Linked DNA regions of Sus scrofa: region 1 is linked to region 2. A link is a contact called in public HiChIP or PLAC-seq data. All regions are on one chromosome and are shown on one strand. The core of a region is the stretch at or near the end of the contact, and the rest is flanking DNA. Distances in the headings are between cores, read along the strand shown. Region 1 holds the start of C1H15orf48 (normal mucosa of esophagus-specific gene 1 protein). Region 2 holds the start of SQOR (sulfide quinone oxidoreductase).

Region 1 (3,623 bases), core at 413-2,912, 170 kb before region 2:
GCACCAGATCATTCCAGATCATATTACCAATGAATACTAAATTGTAAGAAACATGAAGCAAAGGACTTGTGTTTTATTATCTTTTTCATTTACCATGTCCTATTCCTAGAATAATGCCTAGACTACTGTAAAACTGCATTTGGAAAAGAAATGACATTGATAAAGCAGGGCTCTGAGTTTAAGGTCACTACAAGGCAAGGGCTACATATTTTAATCTCTGGGCCATGATGTATTCCTTAAGATTTCCTTTTCTTTCAACCCTGGAAAAAAATTTAATTAACAAAATGAGGCTTTCTTAGAACCTTCTGACAAAAGAAGCTTTAGAAATTCTGCAGAAGGGGCATTAAAAGGCTTGACTGATTTTTTTTTTCTTGGCTACACCCACAGCATGCAGAAGTTCTGTGGGCCAAGGGATCAAACCCATGCCACAGCAGTGACACTGCTGGATCCTAAGCCTGCTGAGTCACCAGGGTACTCCAAGGCCTCTCATTCTATTCAATACAAACCATGGAAAAAGTTGAATTTTCTTTAATTAACAAATGTCTTCAGTTATAGCTTAAGTTACACAGTAAGAGTAACTGGGGGAGAAGTTATATTTATGACCTGCCTTATAGAAAGAAAATCTTTGCTAATAATAATTACTGTTTATTGAATACCAACTACAGGCAAGACAGAACGCTACACTTTTGCATAAATTCTGACATTTTTTCCCAACTCCTTCCTGAGCTAGGTTTGTCTCCATTTTACAGATACATAGACTGAGATTCTGAAAGCCAGTCAGCTAAAAAAGTGTGATGGGGTGGGCTCTGAGGTCAGGTCCCTTTGAATGTAAAGGCCATGATTAGAGTTAAAATGGGTTTGAAACAGAGCTGAGTCTGGCCTTTCAGAGAACATTAAGATGTTTCCATTTTCACATTAACTGATAGCTTGAACTTCAAACAGTTTTAAAATAATTGTTTTCAAATAACTGAGCTTGCATTCTTAATTGCAGTTGCTAAGAGCGGGGTGCAGTAAGAACAGTGATGATTGCCAGACTTACCTGGGTTCTGCTTGCATCTCCACTGCTTACTGGCTATGTCACTAGAGCATCTCTGAGCCTAAATAACGTATCTTGCAAAAATGTTGAGAAGATTCTGGAACACTGTCTGGCACAGAGACCCTGCTTTAATTATTATGCTCTGTGCAACAAGGCTAGGCTGCTAGCTAAGGGGAGAAGATGAAGCCAGCCTATGGCGTCGTCTCTAAGATCTCTTGGAAACCTCTCCACTGATTTTTTTGGTTTCTTCTCCCACACCTCCTGATTTTTTTAAATTTCAAAAATCAGGGCAACGAGGAGTTATTCTGAAAGGAACTTCACAATTTAATTGTAATTAGCTCCATGTGTGCGCTACATCACATTTTGGAGCTTTTAATGTGACTGGATTAATTCCAGTTTACCTGCTGGCACCTAGGAACCTCCCAAGGAGGCTCTGCGGCTCCTTTTCCGGACCTCTTTTAAGAGGGGCTGGTTTTCACCTTAGCCTTAGCCATTAGAGCGCCCCTTGTCCTCAGTTTCCGCCCCTCGCCAGCCGGTCAGCGCCCAGCCCGGGCTCGCTCCGAGCGGCGGATAAGAACAGCGGTGGACGGCAGAGGGCGCTCGCGTCGGGCTGCAAGGCTCGGTCGCCGGATGCGAGAGGGAAAGAGAGCCAGGTCTTACGGGCTCCCCGCCCGGCTCGCGTGACCTGAACGCTCTGGCCGCCTTTCCGGAGCCCGGTGGTTAGTATATAAGGCGCGGAGGCCGCGGTCAGGGTTCAGTTCTGGGCGTTAGCATCGTCCGCGTGCACCGCCCAGCCCGGTACCTCAGGTGAGCCGCCCTCGGGCGAAGGCGCTGCTGTGCCTGCGCCAGGGTGGCTTTGAGATACGATGGCCGGTTTGGCGCCCACCAGGCTGAGCCCTAGTAGCTGAGTTTTGATGGATATCTTGGATTTTTTTCCCCTCTAGATTTGGCATTCTGCACTGAAGTCATCATGAGCTTTTTCCAACTCCTGAGGAAAAAGAAGGAAGTAAGTTTTTAAAGCAATTGAAAATCTTGACTGAAAATACTAGTTTTTAAAGATGAACAGATGGTGCAGATTTTGAAGAAAGCATAAAATGATGTATAGCTATTCAGTTGTATTTCAAGTGTTTCACATTGAGACATCGGAATATTTTGTTCTCTGTAGCTTATTCCTTTGGTGTTTTTCATGACCGCGGCAGCGAGTGGAGCTTCGGCTTTTGCTATATATTCCCTTGGAAAAACCGATGTGATGTAAGTAGGCATTCTTTATTCATAAAAACGTTTTTAGTCGTGTTAGATTGACTTTGAGTTTATAAAATGCATGGTATCAGTTTTCTGATTTTTCCTCTAGGATAAGAGTATCGAATTTTGAACTTGGAGTCAGGGCCAGAAAGCCTCCAGATATCAGAAGATTATTAAATGATATTATTGATAAAATAAGTTGGTTCCTTGTTAGATAAATAGCTTTTCATTCATTGGCCCTCCTCCTCCAGTAGCAAAAGAAAGTTCCTTGTTATTTTAAATTTAAGTTTTGAAATTTAAAGTTCTTAGATGGTTTTTTGGGATATACATTATCAAACTTAAATCACAATTTTACTGACATTTAAAATTTTGAATGTATTAGAAAGACCTTTCCTAATGTGGTAATGTTTATAGATTCATTTGTCTACAGTGAACCTAGTCTCAGCCCTGGATGTAAGGTAAATTATCATGTATCCTGTAAATGAGGAAGAGAAAAACTTGAAACTGATCTTGACTGGGTGCAGGGCTCCAAAGGGCCGGTCATGCCAGGCTCTGGTGGTTCACCACCTACAGGTTCACACCCAGCCCTCCTGCCTCTCCCAGAAACTGGAGCAAGGGCATATTTGCTTGCTCTTAGCCTGGTACTTCCGCCCTCATTGTTCTTCAGCTTAAGAGAACAGTCTCCAGTCTAGCCCAATAAAGGAATACAAACCTCTTCTACCCTGTAAAGGAATTGATCCTTAATGTTTGAGCCAAACTATGAAGTTTTTAAAGGAATTTTCCATTCATTTCAGTTAACTATGAATGCCTAAGTAGGCAGTCTGAGTCTGTCCTTAGAGTATTTATAAACCCAGTATCAGAATTGGTTTACATTCACTTACTTTAATGTTTAATCAGTTTTCTTTAACTTTTAGCATTGATCGAAAAAGAAATCCAGAGCCTTGGGAAACTGTGGATCCTAATGTACCTAGAAAGGTATTGCTAAATAAAAACGTGATTTACACTTCGCCCCAAACCCTACCACCTTTGTCAGCAAAATAGATTGTATACATTTCACTTTTGGGGTGCAATTTAGGGTTGAAAAGAGTGCTGTAGAGTTGTGGAGATCTAGTTCAAATCCTTGCTCCATTGTTCACAATTGATTTTAGACAGCTTGGCCTCTCTGAGGCTTTCAAAATCTATAAAATGGGTACAGTAATAGGGCTCTACTTCACAGTTTAGAGGATTAAAGAAGATAAAATAGATAGAGCCGTTTAGCAAAATGTCTGCCCCATAGGAATCACTCAAATACTAACTTTTTATCATTATTGTGATATAAAATCTTATTTCAGCTGCTATTTATCTG
Region 2 (4,172 bases), core at 1,178-3,677:
AAAGCTTCTGCACAGCAAAGGAAATATTAACAAAATGAAAAGACAAGCTACCAAATGGGAAGAGATATTTGCAAATAATATGATCTTTGAAGGGTTAATATCCAAAATATACAAAGAACTCATACAACCTGACAACAACAACAAAAAACCTGATTGAAAAATGGACAGGGAGAGTTCCCACTGTGGCTCAGTGGTTAACGAATCAGACTAGGAACCATGAGGTTGCGAGTTCGATCCCTGGTCTTGCTCAGTGGATTAAGAATCCGGCATTGCCATGAGCTGTGGTGTAGGTTGCAGATGCAGCTGGGATCCTGTGTTGCTGTGGCTGTGGCTTAGGCCGGCGGCTACAGCTCCAATTAGACCCCCTAGCCCAGGAACCTCCATATGCCAGGGGTGCGGCTCTAGAAAAGATGGAAAAAAAAAAATGGACAGAGGATCTGAAGAGATGGTTTTTCCCATTAAGCCAACAGGCACATAAAAAATGTTAAACATTCCAAATTATTAGGAAAATGCAAATTAAACCACAATGTTTGGTTAGCTCATACCTATAAGAGGGCTAATGTCAAAAGGGCTAGAAATAAGTATTGACAAGGATGTGGAGAAAAGGGAACCCTTTTGTTGGTGGGAATGTAAATTGGTATAGTCCAACGGAAAACAGTATGGAGATTCCTCAAAAAATTAAGAATAGGACAATATGATCCAGTTATCCCACTTCTGGGTATTTATTCAAAGAATAGGAAAATATTAATTTGAAGATACTTGCACTCCTAAGTTCATTATGGCATTGTTTACAATAGCCAAGATTTGGAAACAGCCTAAAGCATGCCCATCAATGGATGAATGGATAAAGATGTGGGATACATATATATATGTGTGTGTATATTCATTACATATATAGTATGTATGTGTATATATATATATGTATATATATATACACGAAATACTACTCAGACATAAAAAAGGATGAAACCTTGCCATTTGTGACAACATGGATGGATCTTGACGGTATTATGCTAAGTGCATTAATTCAGATGGAGGAAGACAAATACTGTATGACTTCACTTGTATGTGGGATATAAAACGCAAACAAAATAATCAAACAAATTAAACAAAAACACTGAAGTGCAGAGAAAAGAATAGTGGTTACCAGAGGGGAGCGGGGGAGGGGAAGGATGAAATGAGTAAAGGGGATCAACTGTAGGGTGAGGGATGGAAATTAAGTATTTGCTTGTAAGCATGCTGTAGGGTATAAAGAAGTAGAAATGGAATATAAAATGTTATAAACCAAAGTTACTTCAATAAAAAATAAACCTGAAAAAAAAAAAAAAAAAAAAGAAAGCAAGCAAGCCAGGGGGAGGAGCTCAGAAATTGTTAACAACTTTATTAGGTTGCTTTCCTGAGGCAACCGTCTCTTTGTGGTTACCTCAATAATTTTTGGTTTGCTAGTGTTCCTCTTTAAAAAGAAAAAAAAAAAGTATAGAAAAAAGTTGACTGAAACAAAAAATTCAAAAAACTAGTTCTTCAAAAATTGCAAAATGAAATAAATGTAAAACAAATGTAAGTAGTTATATTTTCAGGGGACTTTTTAAAGGAAAGTTTGTAACTCACATCTAAAGTTATTAAAGCTTAAAATTGCAGCAAGACTTCTGGACACCCAATGCATGCTATGAAAATGTTCTCTAGATCTGATGTGGTGGAAAACCACTCACCTACACTTCTCACCTACTTAGAGCAGCCAGTTGAAAACATCTAGCATGAAAGTATGATTGAACATGGTTTGGAGGCGAGCGGGTGAAAGCCAGCTGACCTTAGCCTCCACCCCTGAGGGAAAAGCGCTGCTCCAACGCTTAATAAGGTGAAGTTTTGGGGCTTCTCTGAGCCTCGGTTGCCTTAGCTGAGAAATGTGCATGGGAACAGCTGTCTCTCTGGACAATGTTTGGAACCAGATGAGAAGCACAGGGCCCACTGGAGGACCAGAAGACGCCAACCGCCGGGCCTCTGCCCACAGCCCCGCCTTCACCTTTGTCCCTCCCAGTTACGCAACAGAGTAGGCACCCAGATGGGGGAGAGCGATAGGTGCCCTCCGTGCCCACTCTGTGCCTAGGGCGCCCAGCCACACTCCAGGGTGCGCTGGGGGTAGGGGCGAGTCTGCCTCGCCGGCGGAGCCCCGGCCCGCTGGACCCACGTCCCTGGCTGTCCCCCGTGCGTGCTCATAAGCCTGGGTGCAGTCTGAACTTGGCCTTGGTGCTGGGACTGCGGCGCCGGGCGGGGCGCTGGCGGGACCTTTCCGGAACTTTCTGGGGGGTCGGGGCGGGGTGGGGCTCGCTCTCCCCGCCTCCAGCCTCCGCCCGGGGAGCGGGTGGTGCCCCAGCTGAGGCTGCAAGCCCCAGCGGGGAGCGGCAGGTTTTGCTGCGCCAACACTGTGGCCGGAGGCTCTGCGCGCCTTTGGGTAAGAGGCATACCCCTCGGCCGATCTCAGGCCCGTAGGGGAGGGGGACCAGGCGGGGACAGAGATCGCTCTGAGGCCGGTTGTTTATCTAGATATGTCCAAGCAGCTGGGACTGTTCCATCCCTCTTTACACTTTTCTTGCCCACACAGCATTCACAGCTCTTGCCGCCCTTGTTGGAACCTGGGTCTTGGGACCCCTTCCCAGTGTCAGGCCTCGGGGTCGCTGAGAGACCGGACCTGTGAGGAGCGATTAAATACTGAAGTTATCTGTTGGCTTGTGTATGGGGATTTTTTGCTAGAGTGTGTGGGAATTTCTGGCACCTTTCACCTGTTGACTGTGTTCTTAAGCATGTTTCCTGGGTCGCAAGTGAGCGCTCAGCCCCAGTGGGGTGGGAGGTGACGTCTGCTCCTTTGCCCATAGTGGGGCACGTTTCTCCAATGCCAGAGCTCAAGGGACCGAGGAGCGCTGGAGGAGGCAGCTTCAGCTGCTGCTGGAAGCAACAGAGGAGAGCATTTAGGGCCGTGCCCAACAGGAATTGGTGGAAAGAGTCCTCTGGTCCTTTCCTTTCCCATTCGTTTCTCTCTTTTAATTATAAAAATCCCAAACTAGCTTCATACTCAAAGACACAGTGAGCAGAGCCTCCGGGTTTGCCTGTACGGCCCATTGCTGTAATGTAGGTTTCTGACCAATTTTTGTGTCTTGTATCCCTTGGACAGTTCGGGGAAGACTAAGGACCCTTTCTCAGGGCAATATTCTTAAAGGTAAAAAAACAAAAGGCAAAGTATTATCAAGGAAACCAGTTCCAAAAAACTTGTCACAATATTAAAAGAATTTATGATATTTATGATATGTTCTTAAAAAAAAAAACAAAACGAATGCATTAAATAACAAGATCCGGCAGTGGATCTAATAGCTACTGAAATTTCGAAGTCATAATGAACATAAGATTTCAAGATTTAGAAAATCCTTGTAATATAAGAATATGTCTGTGATTTCTCTTTGTGAAAAAGTGGTGGGCACAGTCAGTATTCCTGGGGTTGTCGCCTGTATATGTAATTGAAGAAAGTGCTAAATTTCAGTTAGAGATTAATGAAAATAAAGATGTGAATTTTTATTTTCCACCCAAGTTCATGGTTAAGTGGAAAGGGTAGTGCACAGGAAGTCAGGTCACATGGCTTCTGGTCTTGACACTTCCATTGACTAGCAGCATGAGCTTGTCTTTTGGACTTATTTCCACCTTGACTTCTTCATTGTACAGTAGAGATAATCATGACTTCCTACTTATTTAAGGTGTCCAGCACTGCATCTGCTACAGAGAGGGTGAAATAAATCCCATTTATTAGAACTTGTTTTTCTCTCTTCCTAGACCCCAAGTTTATAGCCATCACCATTGTGTCTCCATTCTTGGTAGATGGAATGTACTCAATAAATACTTTTTGAATGAATAAGTGTATTGGAGAGGATTGCTTGAAAGTACATCTAAAAAAAACCTCCCAAATTCATCCAGGAGACAGCTGGTCGTTTGCAAAATGACTCTGCTTAAAATTTGGGCTTCTTTTTCCTACTGGCCGAACAATGTATAAACACATCTGGAGTTGGAGTGCTTGAAATATCAGTCAGGGCCTGTGGGTCTGTGTGTGTGTGTGTGTGTGTGTGTGTGTATTTGTGTGGAGGGTCTGTGTGGCTGGTGTTCTGCCAGAGAAAATGAAACTGAGTGTTGAT

The links. HiChIP or PLAC-seq counts read pairs in DNA pulled down with a chosen protein or histone mark.
Region 1: an H3K27ac HiChIP or PLAC-seq map of alveolar macrophages shows a contact between it and region 2. The contact joins the promoter of C1H15orf48 here to the promoter of SQOR in region 2. A contact is called at or near these places in 2 of 5 promoter capture datasets (fetal skeletal muscle and liver) and 2 of 2 datasets of contacts at active chromatin or transcription factors (alveolar macrophages and skeletal muscle).

The regions. Positions count from the first base shown.
Region 1 is chr1:126,305,990-126,309,612 of Sscrofa11.1, reverse strand. It overlaps C1H15orf48 (normal mucosa of esophagus-specific gene 1 protein), which reads left to right and starts at 1,662. Exons shown (of 5, transcript XM_001925677.7): 1 at 1,662-1,755; 2 at 1,981-2,042; 3 at 2,202-2,287; 4 at 3,193-3,253. The coding sequence starts at 2,007.
Region 2 is chr1:126,135,282-126,139,453 of Sscrofa11.1, reverse strand. It overlaps SQOR (sulfide quinone oxidoreductase), which reads left to right and starts at 2,427. Exons shown (of 11, transcript NM_001244238.1): 1 at 2,427-2,449.